Linked DNA regions of Mus musculus: region 1 is linked to region 2. Evidence: chromatin contacts called from public HiChIP or PLAC-seq data. All regions are on one chromosome and are shown on one strand. The core of a region is the stretch at or near the end of the contact, and the rest is flanking DNA. Distances in the headings are between cores, read along the strand shown. Region 1 holds the start of Asprv1 (aspartic peptidase, retroviral-like 1). Region 2 holds the start of Pcyox1 (prenylcysteine oxidase 1).

Evidence for each region. HiChIP or PLAC-seq counts read pairs in DNA pulled down with a chosen protein or histone mark.
Region 1: a contact with region 2 is called in an H3K4me3 HiChIP or PLAC-seq map of embryonic stem cells, with 2.1 times the contacts expected there. The contact joins the promoter of Asprv1 here to the promoter of Pcyox1 in region 2. A contact is called at or near these places in 1 of 39 promoter capture datasets (cranial neural crest), 3 of 115 datasets of contacts at active chromatin or transcription factors (all in embryonic stem cells) and 1 of 9 other capture datasets (liver).

What each region holds. Positions count from the first base shown.
Region 1 is chr6:86,625,644-86,630,806 of GRCm38.p6, reverse strand. Asprv1 (aspartic peptidase, retroviral-like 1) reads right to left here and starts at 2,633. Exons shown (of 1, transcript NM_026414.2): 1 at 1,097-2,633. The coding sequence starts at 2,633. The coding sequence ends at 1,614. Gm46963 reads right to left here. Exons shown (of 4, transcript XM_017321863.1): 4 at 2,949-3,036. The coding sequence ends at 2,966.
Region 2 is chr6:86,392,850-86,398,614 of GRCm38.p6, reverse strand. It overlaps Pcyox1 (prenylcysteine oxidase 1), which reads left to right and starts at 1,465. Exons shown (of 6, transcript NM_025823.4): 1 at 1,465-1,642; 2 at 2,495-2,701; 3 at 4,032-4,206. The coding sequence starts at 1,531.

The sequences.
Region 1 (5,163 bases), core at 1,384-3,883, 230 kb before region 2:
TTGTGATTGGCTCAGAAGACATCTAGCTCTCAGGAAGAGGCTTCCTGCCTCCTGCTCAGAGGGCCACAGGTGGTGGAGCCAGCAGCCAGCCACTCCTTTGAGCCTGGAAAAAAGGGGCCTGGCAGGAAAACAGCAGCCAGGTGTGTGCTACAGGCCTGTTAACCCAGGTGCTCAGGAAACTCAGGCAAGATGACAAGTCTAATGCCCATTGGAGCTACAGAATGACCTCAAGGCCAGCCTAGGCCATTTAACGAACCACTACATTGGAATATAATAGGTGTTTTAGAAGGTAGTGGGAGGTATAGCTCAGTAGTGAAACAGTTGCCTAGCATCGTGTGAGGCCCTAGGTTCAATTCCCAATATCACCAAGGAAAACAGAGGATCCCCAAAACTCTGCCCCCAAGTCCCAGCAGGGGACTGGCTACAGACCCTTTGCACAACTGAACTTCTGGCCTTGTGCCAGCTTCCTGGGCTCAGCTTTCAAGGCGTGGGCTCCACAATTCAGGACACATCTGCTCCTCTCTGGAGCACCCAATCCACTCCCCAACGCCTGGTGAGTTTTCAGAGTCTCAGAGGAGGCTGGGAGTTGGCAGAAAACCCAAGCTGAACAAGAGATGAAACCCACCCCAGGTTTAGGAATGCCCTCACCTCCCTCCCATCCCCTCCCCCAAATGAGCTACCCCATAGCCAAGCTGCCCCCAGCTGCCAGAGTCCCAGACCTTCCCAGGGTCCCGTCACACGCCCATGCCTGTCTCCTGGCCCTATTTCTACCTCTAAGCCAGGCTCCCTGGGCACCAGTAAGAACCTATTTGTTTGGCAGAAATGTCTTGATCGCCAAGCCAAAGACCTCACAAGATAGCCTTGGTCACATTTGAGCATAAGGGACAATTCGAATGCTAATATTGTAGATTGAAACAGCAGAATCGGAAGGCGTTAGAAGGATGAGAGGGTTAGAAGTTCAGATATCTGCAGTCCACCTTAGAAAACCCAAGACCCCACTGAACTGCTTGCTTTCTTTTGCCTCCCCAGGCCAAGCATTCGAGGATTGTGTTTTCCTCTCCCTCCCAACTCTGTCACAACTATCGAGCACATGACATTTTTTTTCCATGAACAGATCTTTATTGGTGTTTTGAAATAATTGAATTATTGATACAGGCTCCATGAGATTCAAGGCAAGTGACAGGACAGGAGGGAGCATCCTTGTGCAGGTGGGAGGACTCAGGGAGGACTCCCAGAGCAGCTGCCAGTCTCCTCCAAGCATCTGGATTGTGAGGGTCTTAGCCAAGACCAGGCTCAGCTCAGCAGGCTTGGGGACGTGAAAGTGACTGAGCCATACTTCAGGGGATCTAAAAGGGTCCTCTCTCAAGATTGACATTCCTGGCTTCCTCAGAAGCTCCTGCCAGCCTTGGAAGTCTTTGCAGACCTTGGGGACACTGCTTTAGGCCACCAAGCTGGCCTCCCTCCCCAAACAAAGGCAAAGCAAGGCCCCTGTAGAAGGAGGGAAACTGAGAACCGGTGTAAAGACTGGCTAGGCCGGATGATACCCCCCAGGACATCTGCTCCCCCCAACACAAAGTCCCCCTACCAATGCTGGGAACAAGAAATGGGGTTTCTTAGTGGGAGCCCTCCGGTGCAGAAGACCCCTCCTCTTCCTCAATAAGCTCCAGGTCAAACTCATCCTCCAAGGAGCTCCCGACAGGGAGCAGGCGGAACTTCTTCCCCTTCAGGGTGCAGGTGCGGTGTTCGAAGTCCAGCACGGCATTGTGGTCCTGCAAGACGTCTGTGCCAATAATAGCCTCTTCTGCGCTGGCGTTGGCCACCAGAAACTCGGCCTTCAGCTTTGTCTTGCCCAGGCTAATTTCTGTGTCCCACACACCCAAGATCTTCATCTCTGCCCCATTGGCCACTTTGACCACATTGTTAAAAGGACGAAGAGTATCCAGGTCACCATCAGTGACCTCCTCCCATAAGGCGGGGTGAACCACAGACACCTGAGCCCCAGAGTCCACCAGGAATCTCACAGGCACATGGCCAACCTTCCCTTTAAGGTAGTAGCCCTTACCCATGCTGTTGGCAAACAAAATCTCTTCGGGCTCACTGAAGGCCTCCCCAGGGGCCCCAAAGGCCCTCAGGAGGGCTTGCTTCACAAAACTGAAATCGCCCTGGGCCTGGGAACTGAGTCCATTGTAGACATCCAGGGCATCTCCCTTGAGCGACTCTTTCAGGAACCTCAGTTTGGTGGCATGATCCCAATGGTTGAGGTCATCAATGACTTCAAAGCGGTGCAGCCAAAGGCTGGGAGCTAAGTTAGTACCAGTGAAAGGTTCTGGGACGAAGGCATGCTCCCGGCGTCCTTCCTTGCTTCTGACTCCGCTGGTGGCCATCCTTCTGCTCACCTCTGGAAGTTCAGCAGTAACACAAGCCAAGTAAAGAAACGCACAGAAGAGTGTGGGCGCAATCACGCTGGAGAGCGAGGGCTCTGTCGGCTGGGCCGTGTTCTTGCCCTGCCTGGACGAGTTGAAGGGAGCCGGTACAAAGTGTCTGGCTGGCTGCTGGGCACAGAGGCAGGCTGTGTTCTGCTTCTTCTGCAGGGGCCTTTTTGATGCCCAACCTGGGCCCCCAGGGTTCCTCATTCTCCTTTGTTCTAGAAGCTCCACCCCTAGCCCCGCCCTCCTGCCAGCATCTTGCCTGACTAGCAGGATTGGTGCCTCACCCTCAGTACCTACGGGACACCTGCCAGCCCACCCAGTGAGTAAGACAGCCCGGGTCAGGGGATGGAGCCTCGGGACCCTCCCCAGCCTATGCCCTAGAATAGCCCAGATGAGGATACAGGTGTGATGACATTCAGATGTTTATCATTAGAGAAGAGGAGACAGAAAGCAGGTCTCTACCTGTTTCAGAAGAGGGGACCCCTTTGGCCTCACCCCATCACTGCTTGGGGCAAAGAGAAGGCATCTGCAGTCACTCATCTCTCACAGCCTGCACTGATAAGGTGACTCATACATTCTAAATTAACTGCGGATCCTGTACAATTCCCTGGAGAAGAGAACAGAGAGGGATCCAGAGTCAAAAAAGCATAAAAATCTATCATCCTATCTGCCCGTAGTCCACCTTTCTACCTACCTATGTATACCTCTGTCTGCCTGTCTGTCTCAATCGCCTATTCATAGCGTGTCTATCTATCATCTATTATGTATCCTTAGGTATCCACCTATCTGTATCTGTCTCCAACTTCTATCATACCATATATCAACCTATTTATATCTGCTATTTATTTACCTGTCTCTAAGATCTATCAATCATGTATCTATCTACTATCTATCTAGCTATCTGCATGTCTATCATCTATCTATTTTGCTTTTTTGAGACAGGGTCTTCCTGTGTGGCTCTGGCTAGCCTTAAACTTACGACTATTCTGCCTCAGCCTCACAGAAGGGCCCCCCTCACCATCCTGGCCACAGATTGGTTCTAAGTGAGTTAGGACCCTCCCTCATACATAGCACTTTTATATAAGCATATTTTACTGTGGTCATCTTCTTTACTGGGCACTCCTAACTTGGAGGCAGCCCACGGTGGGGCTAGGCCTCTGCCTATGGGAACCAGAAGTAGGTAGGCAGAAATCTTGAACTTCAGGGAGCGACGTCCTGAGTTCAGGATCAGACTCCAGGTCTCCACGGGCCCTGTGCCCAGCTCCTTGAGTACTGTATCCTCTCTCTGTGGCCTCCCTGCCTTCTAGGAGGTCCTCCAAGAGCTCCCACCCTCCCTCCCAGCTCCCTGGGCTCCAACCCTTCTCTCTCACACACCTCATCTGAAAAGCAGCCGAGATTCAATGGAGTTGTGCTTAGTGGAGAGGGCCTGGGTGGCTCTGGCCAGAGGAGCTTACCATGGTGACACCTTACCCCCTCCACTGTTGGGGTCATGGACAGTCCTGACTGTGTCCCCGACAATCACAGAGTAAATCTGTGGGCTCAAGGGCTCAAGCTGGCCTGTGCATGAAACAGGGACTGTAGAAGGATCCCAGTTTTATGTCAGTGTTCATATGTTATCTTTTCCAAGGAGTTCTCTACCCTGCCCCGGCATGAGAACATACCTCTGGCTGAACACATGTTCTGTTATACTCTCTTATGTTTGTTCACAAGTCCTCCTGTAATGAACCAAAGCTAGGGCACACCAACTGGACATTCATGACTGTCTCTTGCTCTTTTAGAAACTTATCCTGGGACACAGGGTGGGCTCTGCAGGGCCCCAGGCCAGCTATATGCAGTCACAGAGTGGGAGGTCAGAACAAGTCAGTGGGTCACCTGTGGCTGTTGCACCTGACTGAGCCTGCCCCTGTCTCTCAGACCATCCATCATTCACTCAGCACCTAGCTGAGGCCTCTGTCCTGCCTCTGTACAGCCCCAGGGTCCCCACCACTCGGCAAGCCCCTCAGCACCTCCCGCCTGACCCGGTGAGCCAACAGAGATGCATTTGGTAAACACCTCTCATCACAGCTGCCTGACTGAGGTGGGGCCAGGGTGGCATACCAGAATCCCAAGGGAGTGGAATTGATTGCTGGAAAGGAGAAGGTGGGTCTCTGAGGCAATTGTGCAATGAACCACACGTGTCCTGAGACAGGGCCTAGCCACCCACAGGACCGGGAAGCCCCTTCTGCCAGAGAAATGCTCGTGGATAGGCTTGACGTCCTGGGGAGTGAGCGGGGTCTTCAGAGGACATCACCTTGCACAGCCCTGGAGGTGGGGAGGAGTGGGGATGTGGCTGTGGGAAGGGAGAGTAAGGGTGGAAAGCAGTGAGATGGAATCCTCAGACCACACTTCTCCATGTGGAAGCCAGATCTCTTGGTCCAGCACAGTCACAACACGGAGACAGAGATGGAGCGGGTGTAGAAGGGCTGCCCTGAACCCTGAGGACTTGTGCCATTGACGGCCTCTGTACAGGTCAGTGACCATGGCAGATAGCTGCAAGAGCTGATTACTAAAGGCTCAGGAAGTTTCTGAGTTACCAGCTAAGTGGATTCATGACTTGAAGTTGGATGCAGTGGACTGTTGACGCCACAGAAAATGGCAAGTGCCAATTTTGGATCCCCCCCCCCCTTAAAAACTGATTTATCCCTGCATGAACTCATAACAGGCTCCAGCCCCACACTCATCCCACCTCCAGACC
Region 2 (5,765 bases), core at 216-2,715:
AAGAAGAGTTTGAGTTCTTAGGGCTGGAAACCAAGAGAAGGCAAATAATATATGGCAGGAGAAAGGCTCCGGGGTCAGGCTTGTTATGTGAATTTCTTACTGGTGAAAGTTTGTGAAATCCCAGCACACAAGAGGTAGAAAGGGTTACTTGAGATTCTGTTTGAAAAAACAAAGATCTGTGGAAAAACCAAAACTACAAGATATTGACAGGTCTCAGCTGACTAGAAGTGAGAACACCTTGTTCTATAACATAGCACAGCTCTTCCTACATCTGGAGGAGAAGCCTGGCTCTTTAGACTGCCCAGGGCAGAGGAAGGCAGAAGCTGGAAACAAAGAGCTGACTGGTTTTGAAGTTATGCTCTTTGGGAAGGTTGAAGCATAGGGGACATCGTTCTCGGATCTGCTAACAGAGGCATGTCACCAGCTCCCTTTCCTATGAAGGTCAACCAGAAAATTTAGTTTCACCTCTGGTAGCACGCAGCTTCCGATGGGGATTCCCCATTGAGTTGGCATGCTGTCCATCCATCCAGCCCAGTAGCTCAGGCCAAACTAATGGCTTCCTAGGAATTTTACTTAAGATGTCTAAAATTGCCTTTGGTGATAAACCCACATCCCTCAGGTAGAGAAGGGAGGATCCCTTTGTCCTTGTGTGTATGTTTATTTTTATTTATGTGTTTGTGTGTGTTCTGGTGCCCTGGAAGGTCAGAGGAGGGTGACAGTTCCCCTGGCACTGCTGGCACAGGCAGTTGTAAGCCTCAGAAACAGAACTCAGTAGCACTCTTAGCCACTGAGTCATTTCTCCAGTGCTTAAAATTTTGTTATGCTTACAAGTGTGCCAGAGGAAGGTCCGGTGGAATAAATAGCAGGAAGTGCTCTTAACTACTGAGCCATGTCTCCAGCACCCCCACTCTCCCATACACACTCAGTGTTTTGTTTTTAGGCAATTGGAGGAAAGTAGACAGCATTTCTTGTTTTTGTGTCTTCTCTAGTGTCTTCAACTTGGAAACAGACCGTATGTGAGAGGCCACTTTGGTGTTCTAATTTTATTCGTATGGACGTGGGTCCCGTGTTTTGCTCCTCTTACTTCACAATACCCCATCTCTCTTCCTTTTCTTATCACGCAGCTGAGTCCCTGGAACAAAGTGCTCACTTTAGAAATGTTTGCGGCCGGTTTGCCTGGTTTAGACTGAGATTGGCCACGTGCATTCTCTACAAGCTCGCGATTTTGGGGACTGTAGAGGGCACTTGTGAAGAAGGATGCATCTTCAGGAGAGGCGGGAAAGGAGAGCTGAGGTGGCCCTCAACCTGCGCCTTGGATGTGGGCTTCTGGGACCAGAGTGTACTTCGGGGGCACAGAGGACCAGGATTAGATAACACAAAATCGGCGAGCCTGGGGAGCAAAGGACCTGGGTGGGACGAGTGGGCGTGGTCGTGTGCTCTGGGGCGTGGTCTGGGCGGGGCGAAAGCGCGCAGACGCATAGAGCAGGGTCTGCTGGCGGACCCGCGGTCAGTCTGCAGCTGCGGGAGGCCATGGGGCGCTTCGCCGCTGCATTGGTGGGCTCACTGTTCTGGCTGGGGCTGCTGCTATGTGGTCTGGGCAGTCTGGCGAGCGCCGAGCCCCGGGCCCCGCCGAACAGGATCGGTAGGTGCGGGGGATACAGAGGCGCGGCGATGCCTAGGTCGGTCTTCCCAGGGCTGGGTGGAGATCGGGGTCCGGAGACCGGGCCGTGCGCTCCGAGTCTGGAGGAGTGCCACTGGAGGCGTGTGCTAGCCAGGGACTCGGTATCCGTGCAGCTCCAGCCTGGGAGGCCCTCGGCTCTAGCAGCTGAACGCCCTCAAGAGCCCGCCTCTAGCTGTCCCTGGAGCTAAGTCTGTTTGTCCGGCCGATTGGGGCACGCAGACTCTGCACTGGGACCAGTCTCTCTTCCCCTACCTCCAGATCCCCTCCCCCGAGAAGGACTGGGACCGCCTCCCCGCACCTGCGCTCTGCTTACTGCAACTGCTGCAGCTAGCTGGAGAACCCGGTCTCTTCGTGGCTTTGGTTGCCTCGGGTTTTCATTCCTGGGTGTCTATTCCCATCTGAAGCTGTGTCTTTCGGGATCGTTAATGGTGTTGGGGCCATAGAGAGACAAAGAACAAAGCTGGGCGAAGATGGCGTCTGCTTTATTTAAAATGCGTGCTGGAGGGGCCCATTCATACTTCCCCAGGAATTGGGCACAGCAGGGTCCCTGGGTCCGGTGGTGCCTCCACAAAGACCTGGGAGAACCTTTGGGCATCTTTTGACCAACTGTCAGTTTGTAACTTCATCTATAGCACCTGTCTAGGTTCAGGGAGTCTGTCTTTAAAGAGAACCCCTTCCCTCAGGTTTCCCCAAGCTGTTAGTTTTAGTCTTGAGTAATGGCTATTATTGGTTAATGGCTTTTCAAAAACAAAAGCAACACTGATAGGAGGGGAAACAAACGGTTCCTCTTTTCCTTTCCCCCCCTCCGTATAGCAATAGTCGGTGCTGGAATCGGTGGTACTTCCTCCGCCTATTATCTAAGGAAGAAATTTGGGAAGGACGTGAAGATTGACGTGTTTGAGAGAGAAGAGGTCGGGGGCCGTTTGGCCACTTTGAAGGTGCAAGGTCATGACTACGAGGCAGGGGGTTCAGTCATTCACCCCCTAAATTTGCACATGAAGCGATTTGTCAAAGAGCTGGGTATGTGATTTCATAGCACTAAGCAACACTATGTGTGACTGGCCGTATGTGTTTTCCTAACACAGAGAACTGATGTTTCTGCCTTGTCTTCTACAGAGAAGTTGGTGAAACTGTTTCTCTTGCTGTGGGGTTTAGCAGTTGGTCCCAGCTTAGCATCGAGCCACTCTCCTGTAATGAGACTCTAAGCTATCTGTGTGGCATCAGCTCTCTGGAATTACAGCCATGGGGTTGAGTGAGGGTGGCTGTTGCTGTTAATTCTTTAAAAAAAAAATTAAAAAAAATTTTTTTAAAAGTTATATTTTAGCTATTTATTTTGTATAACTGTGGGGTGGGGGTGTTGGTCTGAGTGCCACAGGGTGTGTATGGAGGTCAGAGGACAATTGATCCAGTCAGTTCTTTTTCTTCTACTGTGTGGGTCTCAGGAATTGAACCCAGGTGCAGTCCATTTGGGGCTGAGCCATGTTGCAGCCCCCTGTTGTCAGTTCTTAAACTTCAGGCTTTGGGTTGAGAAATCAGAGTGCTTTGAGCTAGCAGAGTGTTTTTAGCTCATTCTGCTGCTGAGAAAATGAGATCCATGGGCTTCCAACACTTGGCTTGAAGTCGTTCAGACAGGGTTCAGACATGTACTCACGGGGACACATGACTGACACGTTGTCGGCAGAGGAGCGGGCCATGTTCGGGGAAGGCTGGCAGGCCTGTGCAAGCCTTCTCTTAGGGAATATTGTGTAACTCTGGCCGTTTCCCATTTACCTGAGTTTCCCAGTTTTGCAAAGTTGAGGCTTGCGTAGGATGGGACCTCTCTTACTCCTCGGGTGCCCTTCCCAGCCCTGGCAGAGGCTTTCTTCTCCATGACTGAGACTAGTGGGTTTAGTTTGGTACAGGTATGAGATTTTCTGACCCATCTCCTGCTGTGTCAGTTTGTGGATCGAGCAGTCAGTCCTGTGTCCACACTGTTCTAAAAATAGAACTCTAATGTGTTTCCTGAGACCTGGGAATGGCCCCTAAGTCACTCAGTCCAGAAAGTCCCTAACAGGTCTCCCAAATTCCCTTTTCATTGGACCAGTGTAGAAATCACTGGCCTACCTTTCCTCTAGCTTTGTCTTGTTTTGTATCATTTCAAGATTTATTTATTTATTTTTAAAATTATGTATCTGTGTGTGTGGGGGGGGGGTGGGTGGGTGGTGGTGGGGGGATATATCCATGCAAGAGTTACAGGTGGTTGTGAGCCGCCTGACATGGGTACTCGGAACTGAACCCAGGTCCTCTATAAGAGCAGCAAGGGCCCTTAACCACAGAGCCGTGTCTGGAGCCCCTCCCTCTGTTTTGGCAGGTCTCTCCAGTGTTCCCGCTTCAGGTGGCCTGGTGGGCGTGTACAATGGAAAGTCTCTGGTGTTTGAGGAGAGCAGCTGGTTTGTAATCAACGTGATTAAGCTGGTGTGGCGCTATGGGTTTCAGTCCCTCAGAATGCACATGTGGGTAGAAGACTTGTTGGACAAGTTCATGAGGTAACTATTCAGCCTCTGGTGGATCTAAGATCTGTCGGCCCGGGAGCGTGACAGGGTTAGTCTCCTGCACCAGCTCTACCTCATCACCACCTCATTAGGCAAAACGTTTTCGCAGACATCATACAGATCATCATCCTACTTGGGATCTGAATATATCATACGTGTTTGCTTCTAAATTGTACTTGGCGAGGGCTGAGATGTGGCTCAGTGGTAGGACACTTGCCTGGCACGCCCGACCATCTCATTTAAGGAGTTGACTTTGTGTAGAATCTCAGAGTGTCTGGCAACACTAAAGAAACATGGGCAAAGCATGATTCGGAAGTTTAGTCTGAACAACGACAATGACCACCAAAAAAAAAAAAAAAAAAAAAAAAAAAAAGCATGAGTTCTCATGGCAGTCAGTCGGCTCGGCAGCCTTCTGCACATGGGGAGAATGGAGATGTCCAGGCTTTAAGTGTGGAAAGCCACCCACCTAGGAAATGCCAAAGCTGGAGCTGCCTCCCAGGCTGACTGGAGACTCAGTCTCAGTGCCTGCCTCGTGCTGGTGAGTGAGATCCTGAGCACAAGAGCTTGGAGGAAAGGTAAACTGAGGTGAAGTGTGGCTTTGGGGTTTGGTGTGCGTGCACTTCTCTGTAGGTGTATCCATCCATTTGCCTCTGTGTATGTGAGTGCACACAGGAGTCGGCATACAGTATTTTCCTCAGCCATGTCTTTATCTTCTTCAGCCATGTCTTTATCTTCTCTGTGTGTGTGTGTGTGTGTGTGTGTGTGTGTGTGTGTGTGTGTACAAGTGCATATGCACACACAGGGGAGTGAACTTAGGTCTCTAGACTTGCATAGCCGACACTGTTAGCCCACTGAGCCATCTCCACTGAACCTAGAGTGAGGCCTTTTTGTAAAATTTTTTAAGTTTTTTTTTTTTTAAATTTATGTGTATGTGTGTGAGCCCATGTGTATAAATTTGCACAAGTGTGTGCAGGAGCCCCCAGAGGCCAGAAGAGGGCATCAGATCACCTATAATTGAAATTGTGAATTTCAGGCTGGCCAACCTCCTGAATGTTGGAATTATAGGCATAAGTTTTATGTGGTGCTGGGGGTGGGGGTAGGGGTGTCAGTCCCAGGATTTTGTGTTTGCAAGGTGAGCACTCTGTCAGCTGAGCTATATCCCCAAGATATGCACATCTCTTTGAAAATGTCCCATTGAACATATTTAAGAGCACAGATGTCTTGAGGTAGAAGGCAGAGGGGAGGGCAGAGGGCTGAGATTAAACTGTGCCTCCCTTGTCTGGTAGGAACTCATCAAAAGGAAACATGGAATTCAATTCATGATTTAAAAAAAAATTGTGTGCACTTTAGTCTGTATGTATGTCCACGATCACATGCACACCTAGTGTCCAAAGAGGTCAGAAGAAGGCATCAGATCTCTTGGAAAAAGAGTTAACAGCCGGGCGTGGTGGCGCACGCCTTTAATCCCAGCACTTGGGAGGCAGAGGCAGGTGGATTTCTGAGTTCGAGGCCAGCCTGGTCTACAAAGTGAGTTCCAGGACAGCCAGGGCTAC